3 separate regions of the Zea mays genome follow, and regions 2 and 3 are each linked to region 1. The links are chromatin contacts, called in public Hi-C maps. All regions are on one chromosome and are shown on one strand. Each heading gives the region's core, a stretch centred on a gene start, on an enhancer-like site or on the middle of the called end of the contact. The rest is flanking DNA. Distances are from core to core; before and after follow the strand shown.

Region 1 (2,653 bases), core at 58-2,557:
GGGGAAAAAACAGAGAAATGCTTTGGTATTCAGTAAGACTAACCTGAGGCACCCTGAACCAGCAAGGCTGGCCGCGACGAGTGTGAGAGTCATCCATGATATCATCAAGCACAAGAAAGAAAGCCTGAAGCTGAAATACGACGAGCGAACTTAGATGAGCCACTCTCAGTTCCTTGACTGGCATTTTTCCTGGCAACAGTGGGGGACAAAAAAAAAAATACCCATTCAATGCACCAGCCGAGGGTGCAAGCAAGGAACGTTTCCTCCTCGCCCAGAGCATCAGCGCCCTTGAGCAGCTTGTAGCTGTCGACCACAGAGAGCCCACGGTTACACTTGCCTGTCATTGGACAGCAGTTATGCATCAGAAGTGTTTTTCTTCGTATAATGTAAAAGTAAGTAGTAATTCGGAATCATCTCCTCACCTCCGAGTACATTGTAGTCAACCATCTGTTTGAAGGGAGGGAGATAGAGAAATTTCATATATCAGCATTGCACGTGAAAAGCACTAGCTGACAGAAGAAAGAGTAAAGAGCCTGCTAAAACTCACAAGATCCACTTAATTAAGTGCCTATATTGTCATTAAATCACCTGTACCGTGGTTTGGGTTTAACTGCAGAGCCTACATAATCATAAGCTCTGCTCTGTTTTGGCAGCAGTTGGATTTCCGAAAGCAGAGCCCGTCAACCCAAGTACCCAACCCAAGTGGAAGTTCCAGTTCCACTCAGTGCCCACGTAAACGTACTAGTACAGCAGTAACAAGCTGCTCCCATGGGACATTAATTCACCCATGATCCAGCGCTTTCTTCATTTATTCTATATGCCCACGCGCACGCGGTAAGCAAAAGTAATTTCTGTTCAACGAGAACCCGGCGCCGGACAAACATGAGAGAGGCTAGCCCACCGATCCGGGCTGGGCCACGGTGACGGACGGCACAGGGAGCCCCCGCACCGCACGGCGCACGCCACAAGGATCAAGCCAGGAAACAGGAACAGAAAAAGGAAGGAAGGACGGCACAGCGACAGCGAGAGAGAGAGAGAGAGGGATCGTTACGCGGTCGATCCACTGGCGTGACTCCTCGGTGAACTCGAAGGCCGGGTCGGTGAGCAGCTCCTCCTTGAGCGTCTTGTAGATCCGCGCGAAGGCCGCCCTGGTGTCCCCGCCGGCGCCATTCCCGCCCGCCGCCATTGCCTCCTCGCCCTGCGGCGACGCGGACGGGGCCGAGAGCGGTCGAGGGAGTGTGAGTGTGTGACTGGCTGTCGCCGCACTCGCGCTGCGCAGTGGCGGGGAAGGAAGGAAGGAGGGAGGGAGACAGCAGGGTGGGGGAACCAAGGCAACGTGGGACGCGGCCTTTTCTAGGGACGGCCGGACGGGACGGCCACGGCAACGGGCAAAGCTGGAGCGGGTTGGCAGCGGCTCGCACGGGCACGGCACGAAGCTGACGAGACGGAGGGAGACGGGACAGCGCACGAAACAGAGCCGCCGTTTGGATCCAGATCTGGTGGTGCTGCTGCGACCTGGGGCCCACTTCAGGTTATCCGTTTGTTTATAGTTTCCGGCACGCGGGTGGGTTTGGTGGGCTGATTCGCTGCTATAGCCTATTAGAGCAACTCCAGTAGTTCTCTAAAAAATAGCTTGCTAAAATCATGTTTAGCAAGTTGCTAAATAGCTATTGGAAGTAAAAAATAACTTAGTCTCCAATAGTTGCTCATATTTAGGAAGTAGTTCGATTTTGAATCTAGCTTTAGCGGCCCTACCTCTATGAGATCTGCCTGATAATAAGGTTGAGAGCAGATGATGTGAGAGCGGAAGAAAAAAGGCCGGTCGATATGAACTATGGATGAGTGGTGGTCCGGTGGCTCAACCTATGAGGAAGTTGGGTTCGACGGTGAAGGAGAAACTTGCGTCATACGTGTTTGACCTAGCTACCTCATTATGCTAGAAAATGAAAAAAGAGCGTGCTATACCTGGCTATCTCACTGTGTGGGAAAGGGAAAAATAATCACGTTAGTGTGAAGAAATTGACGTCAACTGTATTTAGGGAGTTCCTACCGAGTTGCTAAATGTGGAGAGTAAATAGAGTTGAATAGCAACTAAGTAAATTTAGCAAGTCTATTTAGAGAACCATTGGAGAAGCATTTTTCTGTTTACTTCTTAAATTTAAGATTTAGAGAGTTGTTTAGAGAACTATTGGAGTTGCTCTTACTAGTCTATAGCGCCGCTTCTCCAGTCTGAATGGCAATTGGCAATAAGCTGGAGCGCTGGATCGTCACGTGATTAGGTATCAAAGGATCGGATTGATGCGGTTGTGATGGAGCTTTACTTGCTCTGTCATGTGGTGGCATCGTTGGTACAAAAGACAAGTGCTATTTTTTACTTGCCATCCTTGATGGATGCATGACGAAAACTAAACGCATGCAACCGTGTTTATCCCATTACTCGGCGCAATAAATCCAACAAATATTATGTTAATAGTACTAACCTGGGTGTACCGTGTTTACGTAGCCGTGGCTCAACACGTAAAACAGAAAGTCATGAGCAAGAGAATCAATGAAATTATAGTTTGCTATTTTTACTGAGTCCAACTCCACGACGAAAGCACGTCGTAATTTTTTTTAAAATTTTGTTTTTGTTATACTGATTACTTCACTTACT
Region 2 (2,653 bases), core at 73-2,572, 600 kb before region 1:
AGTGACATATATAGAACCAATCTACAATTAGCAGATTTCTGATTTTTCATAATCCAGATTTGGGGGACTTGCTTCTTTACCGTTTTTCTTTTTAATAATTGGCAGCCAATGCGACTATGCAAGAAACAAAGTGAAAGTGCAGGATGCTCTGCACAACAGGCAGCAGTACACCTCATCTGAGAACTACAGATTAGCTGCTGATGATACCGATGTATTCCAGCAAAGCACAGATCAGCAGGGTTCTATTCTAGGCTGCAGCAGTACAGTCTGGCTCGATGAAACAAACCACTGCATGCACATCGATATACCCGACGGCCCAAGGGGATATGGCTGACAGTTTTGCTTATTTGGAAAAGTCCAGTCTGCTCAACGATGAAAGGGCACAGACAGCACGGTGTCACAAAGACGGTTAGATAGAGACGGCACGGTCGCTTTGCAGTCACACACACACATACAGGTATTTACTTGAAGCCACAGGCACCATAATTACCGCAAGTGCACCTGAAGCTTCAGAAAACGACAGCCACCTATCATCTGCCAATTCGTTGGCTTTGGCTGTGTGTATTATTGGCTTCTTCTGGACTTTGCGCACGCTGTCAGCTAAGATTCTCCTTAGCTGTGTGTTGTTCAGTGGCAACCGAAACCAACTGGACCTGGCTCCCTCCCGGTGATGATTGTTGGACACATCACACATATGTCCCTGTGGGCTGTGTGGTGGACATTTCAGTGTTTCGTGCATGCAAGTTTGGCTGGCTGGATGTGCTTAAAAAGAAAGAACGACGGGCAGGATGAGTTGTTCGCTCTCGCCAATGATGCTATCAGCTCAATGGCGTATTGTTCTCCAGTTCCATGATCGTCCACCAGACCTTTCATGCCCGTCCCTTTACTGACAAAGCATAGCTAGCTTGACTGGGAGAGAAAAAATGTTCTTGAGTCACCATCGTTTTCTGTTTTTCGAGTCACCATCTGATGTAAGTAAAGGTACCAAGACCTTGTGAGCTTGGAGTCTAAGGGAGCACTGCGACCGTTGTTAGATCTTCCATTTTTCTTGAAGGTAAGGTAACTTCAACTCATAGACAGTTTACTCAATCTAATTACATAGAAAAAAAATTCCAGGGACATTGCTGCTAAAACCGAACCGAGGATTATCCACAGTTTCAAAGATTATCCTACGAAACTTCCAGATCAAGAACAGAGCGCTCTTTGTGCAATATGCTTATCGTTCCAGAAAAGCAGTGTACTCATCCCCTAGCCCCCCTCCTTAGGGCATCTAATTCTTTTGTCCCCAGCTATCCGTCCCATCCTGCTGCACCTTTTGTTTTGCTGGGCAATTTCTTCAGTACCTCTTGTCTATCTATTAAGCACCCTTGCTCTTCAAGGAACTTTGGCTGCAAAACCTAACCACTTGTGCATTCTCTCAAGACCCCCCTGGAAGGGAAGGAAACATGGTGCACACATGGACTTCACTAGTGTTCTGTTCGTTTGCTTTTTGTTCCTGCGCGCCGTTAGGAATTTCGCGTCTTTCTCGCATGCCTCTCTGTTCAGACATAAACTGCTGAAACTTTTTTTCTTTCGTTCTTTCATTGGTTTGAAAAGAGAGGAACTAACTAGGGCGTGTGGTTGAAAGCATACAGGATTTCCGAAATGGGGAATGTCTGAATTTAAAAAAAAACTGCATGTCTTTTTTTTTGGGGCAGCAGCAATCGCAGAGGAAGATGGTGGTGTCGAAGAAGAAGCTGATCAAGGTCGGCCCATGGGGCGGCGCCGGGGGACACCCGTGGGACGACGGCGGCTACTCCGGGATCCGCAGCATCACCATGTCCTACGACCGGTTCATGGAGTCCATCAGCGTGGAGTACGACAGGGACGGCATGCCCGTCACTGGGGAGCGGCACGGAGGAGCCGCCGCCAGCCACACGACCCAGGCACGTCCGCCGCCAAACCAATCACCCCCGTCAGTCACGATCAGTGACACGGCTCCTTCCGCTGGGTGGTTTCTGAACCGTGCGCGCGTACGTACACAGATCAAGCTGGGCTACCCGGACGAGTACCTGACAACGGTGAGCGGGCACTACGCGCCGATCGCGCCCGGCGGCTCGCCGGTCATCCGCTCGCTGGCGTTCCGGACCAACCAGGGGGCGTACGGGCCGTTCGGCGTGGCGGAGGGCACGCCCTTCGAGTTCCCGGTGGACGGCGGCGTCATCGTCGGCTTCTGCGGGAGGAGCGGGTGGCAGCTCGACGCCGTCGGCCTCTACGTCGCGCCGCTGCGCCCGGAGACCGTGTACGACAGGGTGCACAAGCTTGGCCTCACGGCTTACCGCGCAGTTTGGCAGCGGATCGGGTCCCAGCAGCAGCAGCAAGAACCGGTGAAACTGCTGAACGGCAACGCGCAGATTACTCACAAGATGTAACCAACTGCCAGGATGCCAACCATGACTATCTATATTCTGCAGTCCGAATGTATCCAGCTAGCGTATGGATCTAATGTACCTGTACCTCATCCTGATTTGAACACTTCAGCGTATGAATCTAAACATGCAGCAAACAGTCCTGCGACGGGACTTGGCTGCTGGCCACGTCTAACAGCAATAGTTGGTATTTTCATTCCTAAGCCACAATGGGCCTGTCGGTTGTCTCCATTTTTAAATAAATT
Region 3 (2,653 bases), core at 71-2,570, 590 kb after region 1:
TGGAGGGCAAGGTCCCTCATGTGCTGTGCAAAGGGATTAACTCCCTTGTGATGTTGGTGGCATGGTGGCTTTGGAAGCAGCGGAATAAATGTGTGTTTGAAGGGGATGCTCCTAGTGGCAACCAAATTATACAGAACATCAAAGATGATGCTCAGAGGTTGTGTCTGGCAGGTGCCAAAGATTTGTGCACCATCTGGCCTTAGTTTAGGGGCAGTTGTTGACGTCTTTTGGCTGTCTTCTATAAAATGTTTATGTGTATTTTTGTTTCTGGCCACCGTAAGGTGGGTTTTCCTTTTTCTTTTGCTTTTTACACTATACTCTGGTCTTCTTTAGACCATTGTTGTTTCTTCTATCTTCTTAATATATTTAATGCGAAGTTCTACTGCTCGTTTTAGAAAAAAAAAGATATAAAGGCACACAAAACACGACAGAAGAGATGGAAGGAATCCTCCAACCCTAACAGAATGATACTGCCTCTGTTCCAAATTATAAGATGTTTTGGTATTTTCTAATCGATAGCTTTTGCTATACACTATGTCTAGATGCATAGTAAAAAGAGTGTATCTAAAAAAAGTCAAAACATCTTATAATTTGGAACGAAGAGAGTACCAGATATGAACATGGCACACACAACACGACAAGGTATGAAAGGAACACGAGCCTCAAAATTACTCTCAGGAAGCTTGCATGAGCAGCTTCAAATAACAACACTCCAGCTCATCTCTAAAGCTCGCAAAACCACTAAATTTTCCCCGTTATTCAGTAATTTTCATCGTTTGGACTTTGAACCAGAACAATGACAAAGGTATTCAAAACATCAACTGCTCAGTCTAGAGTGCTAAACTAGATTGGGCGCAGGTCTCCTTGTGCTTTCTCAGACAACTAAACCAGTAGGGAATGAATCCGAGCGAGGCATTAAGCATAAGAACAGGGATCAGGATGAGTAAGTAATCAAACAACTCATCACAAAGGGGAATCGCAGACCGCAGCCCATCAGATACGTGATCTTCCCACTAAAACAGAACTTAAACCCTAAGATTCAAACACAGACAGAAGGCCACAGATCCTCGCAACCAAGAATAAATGGAAATCACAGCGCCAATCTCACCATCTTGCGCGCGCGCAGCCGAGAGATCGCAAGGCTCTGAGCTCCGAACCTCACTTGAGCGGGGACGGCGTCCACGGTGTGCTCTGGCAGAAAACAGCGAATCGAGCTTCTTCTTTTCCGCGTGTGTGCAACGCCGAACCCCAACGTCTTATCTCAACCATCCGATCTGAAGTCCCTTCTCCACGCCGTCCGATCGGAACATCGACATCCCTTATTCCTTTGGTGAGAGCCGTGATGCCAATGTGTACATACCTGTCGTCGGTTAGTTATCCATATACGCACGGAGTATAAAATCTACCTATACTCATATACTCATACTTGTATGGGTAATTTTATCCGTCGGATAACCTAGTACCCGCTAAGAAGATATCAAATTATAATATTTTGATTATTCAAAATATCAAATAAATATAAAAAATAAGTTTATCTTAAAATATAACAAACCATATAATTATATAACTTGATAGTAAATAAACAATAGTCAAAGAAGGTTTTTATTTTAACTAAGATAGATTTTATTAGATAATAATAATAATAATAATATACATATATATTCTATACATGGTATGCGAGTATGGATAGTATCCACCTGTATCCGTTACCTAATGGGTAGAGATTGTTGTCTACTAATGTACCTGTGGTATAAAAGTTATCTTATAGCCGCTTATATATCGGGTAAAACACGTTCCGGTTTTGGTACCCATTACCATCTGATATTGCAGCATCTCGCTGGCCTACAGGTGGGCCCAAAGGTACCTCTCTCTCCACAGTCCACACCTTCTCTATCTTTTTTTCTATTCCCATTTCCATTCTCGCACCGCATCCACCGCGCCGCCGCGAGAGAGGGTGAGTACTGAGGAGGAGGGTTTCCGATGGAGAACGGCGAGGATACGTTCGCCTCCCCCACCGCCGCCGCCGCGGACTTCTCCACCAACGGCGGGGACGGCACGCCCAAGCTCCACGACGCGGCGGACGAGATCGAGTCCCTCCGCGCGGCGAAGCGCGACCTGGAGGAGAAGCTCGATGCCGTGCGCCACGAGAACCAGTTCCTGTCCTCCGAGTCCCGCCGCCTTGAGGTTCTCGTGTCCCAGGCCCGCGAGGAGGTCGCCGCCGCCGAGCAAGGTGCTGCCACCAACGAGAGCGAGGCCGCCACGCTCCGCAGCGAGGTCGAGCGCCTCCAGGATCTCCTCGCCGCGGAGAAGGCTAGCCATGAGGAGGAGATGCGCAGGGGTGCACGGCTCGGGGACCAGCTGCAGACCGCGTACCAGGAGAAGGCCGCCCTCGAGGAGGAGATCGAGACCCTGAAGGGTTCCGCCACTGCCGAGGGCAAGGGCGTGGAAGAGGGATGTGATTCTATTGCTGCCAGGGCCGGGACGCCTAAGGATCAGGGCGTGGTGCCTCCCGCACTGGTGGCTGCCGCGGCTGCTGGAGCAGCTGCCACGGCTGGCATCGCAGTGGTCTTGTTCAACCTCAAGAGGTAATCTGGTGGTCCGTTGCGCGGAAGTTTTGATCTGCTGCTATGGCCTATATGAGAATGGGTTAACC

What was found. A called contact is a pair of places that touch in the nucleus more often than the background predicts.
Region 2: a contact with region 1 is called in a Hi-C map of tassel, with 3 times the contacts expected there. The contact joins the promoter of LOC100282355 here to the promoter of LOC541903 in region 1. A contact is called at or near these places in 3 of 25 Hi-C or Micro-C datasets (bundle sheath, ear and tassel).
Region 3: a contact with region 1 is called in a Hi-C map of tassel, with 4 times the contacts expected there. The contact joins the promoter of LOC103635288 here to the promoter of LOC541903 in region 1. A contact is called at or near these places in 4 of 25 Hi-C or Micro-C datasets (ear, endosperm, leaf and 1 more).

Annotation. Positions count from the first base shown.
Region 1 is chr8:64,329,331-64,331,983 of Zm-B73-REFERENCE-NAM-5.0, forward strand. LOC541903 (farnesyl pyrophosphate synthase 1) reads right to left here and starts at 1,308. Exons shown (of 12, transcript NM_001111569.1): 1 at 1,052-1,308; 2 at 423-447; 3 at 222-337; 4 at 44-130. The coding sequence starts at 1,186.
Region 2 is chr8:63,727,495-63,730,147 of Zm-B73-REFERENCE-NAM-5.0, forward strand. LOC100282355 reads left to right here and starts at 1,323. Exons shown (of 3, transcript NM_001371853.1): 1 at 1,323-1,448; 2 at 1,698-1,925; 3 at 2,025-2,534. The coding sequence starts at 1,446. The coding sequence ends at 2,411.
Region 3 is chr8:64,921,539-64,924,191 of Zm-B73-REFERENCE-NAM-5.0, forward strand. LOC103635288 (programmed cell death protein 5) reads right to left here and starts at 1,321. Exons shown (of 7, transcript NM_001352153.1): 1 at 1,109-1,321. The coding sequence starts at 1,111. It overlaps LOC100191935 (VIP1 protein), which reads left to right and starts at 1,951. Exons shown (of 1, transcript NM_001137359.1): 1 at 1,951-2,653. The coding sequence starts at 1,981. The coding sequence ends at 2,589.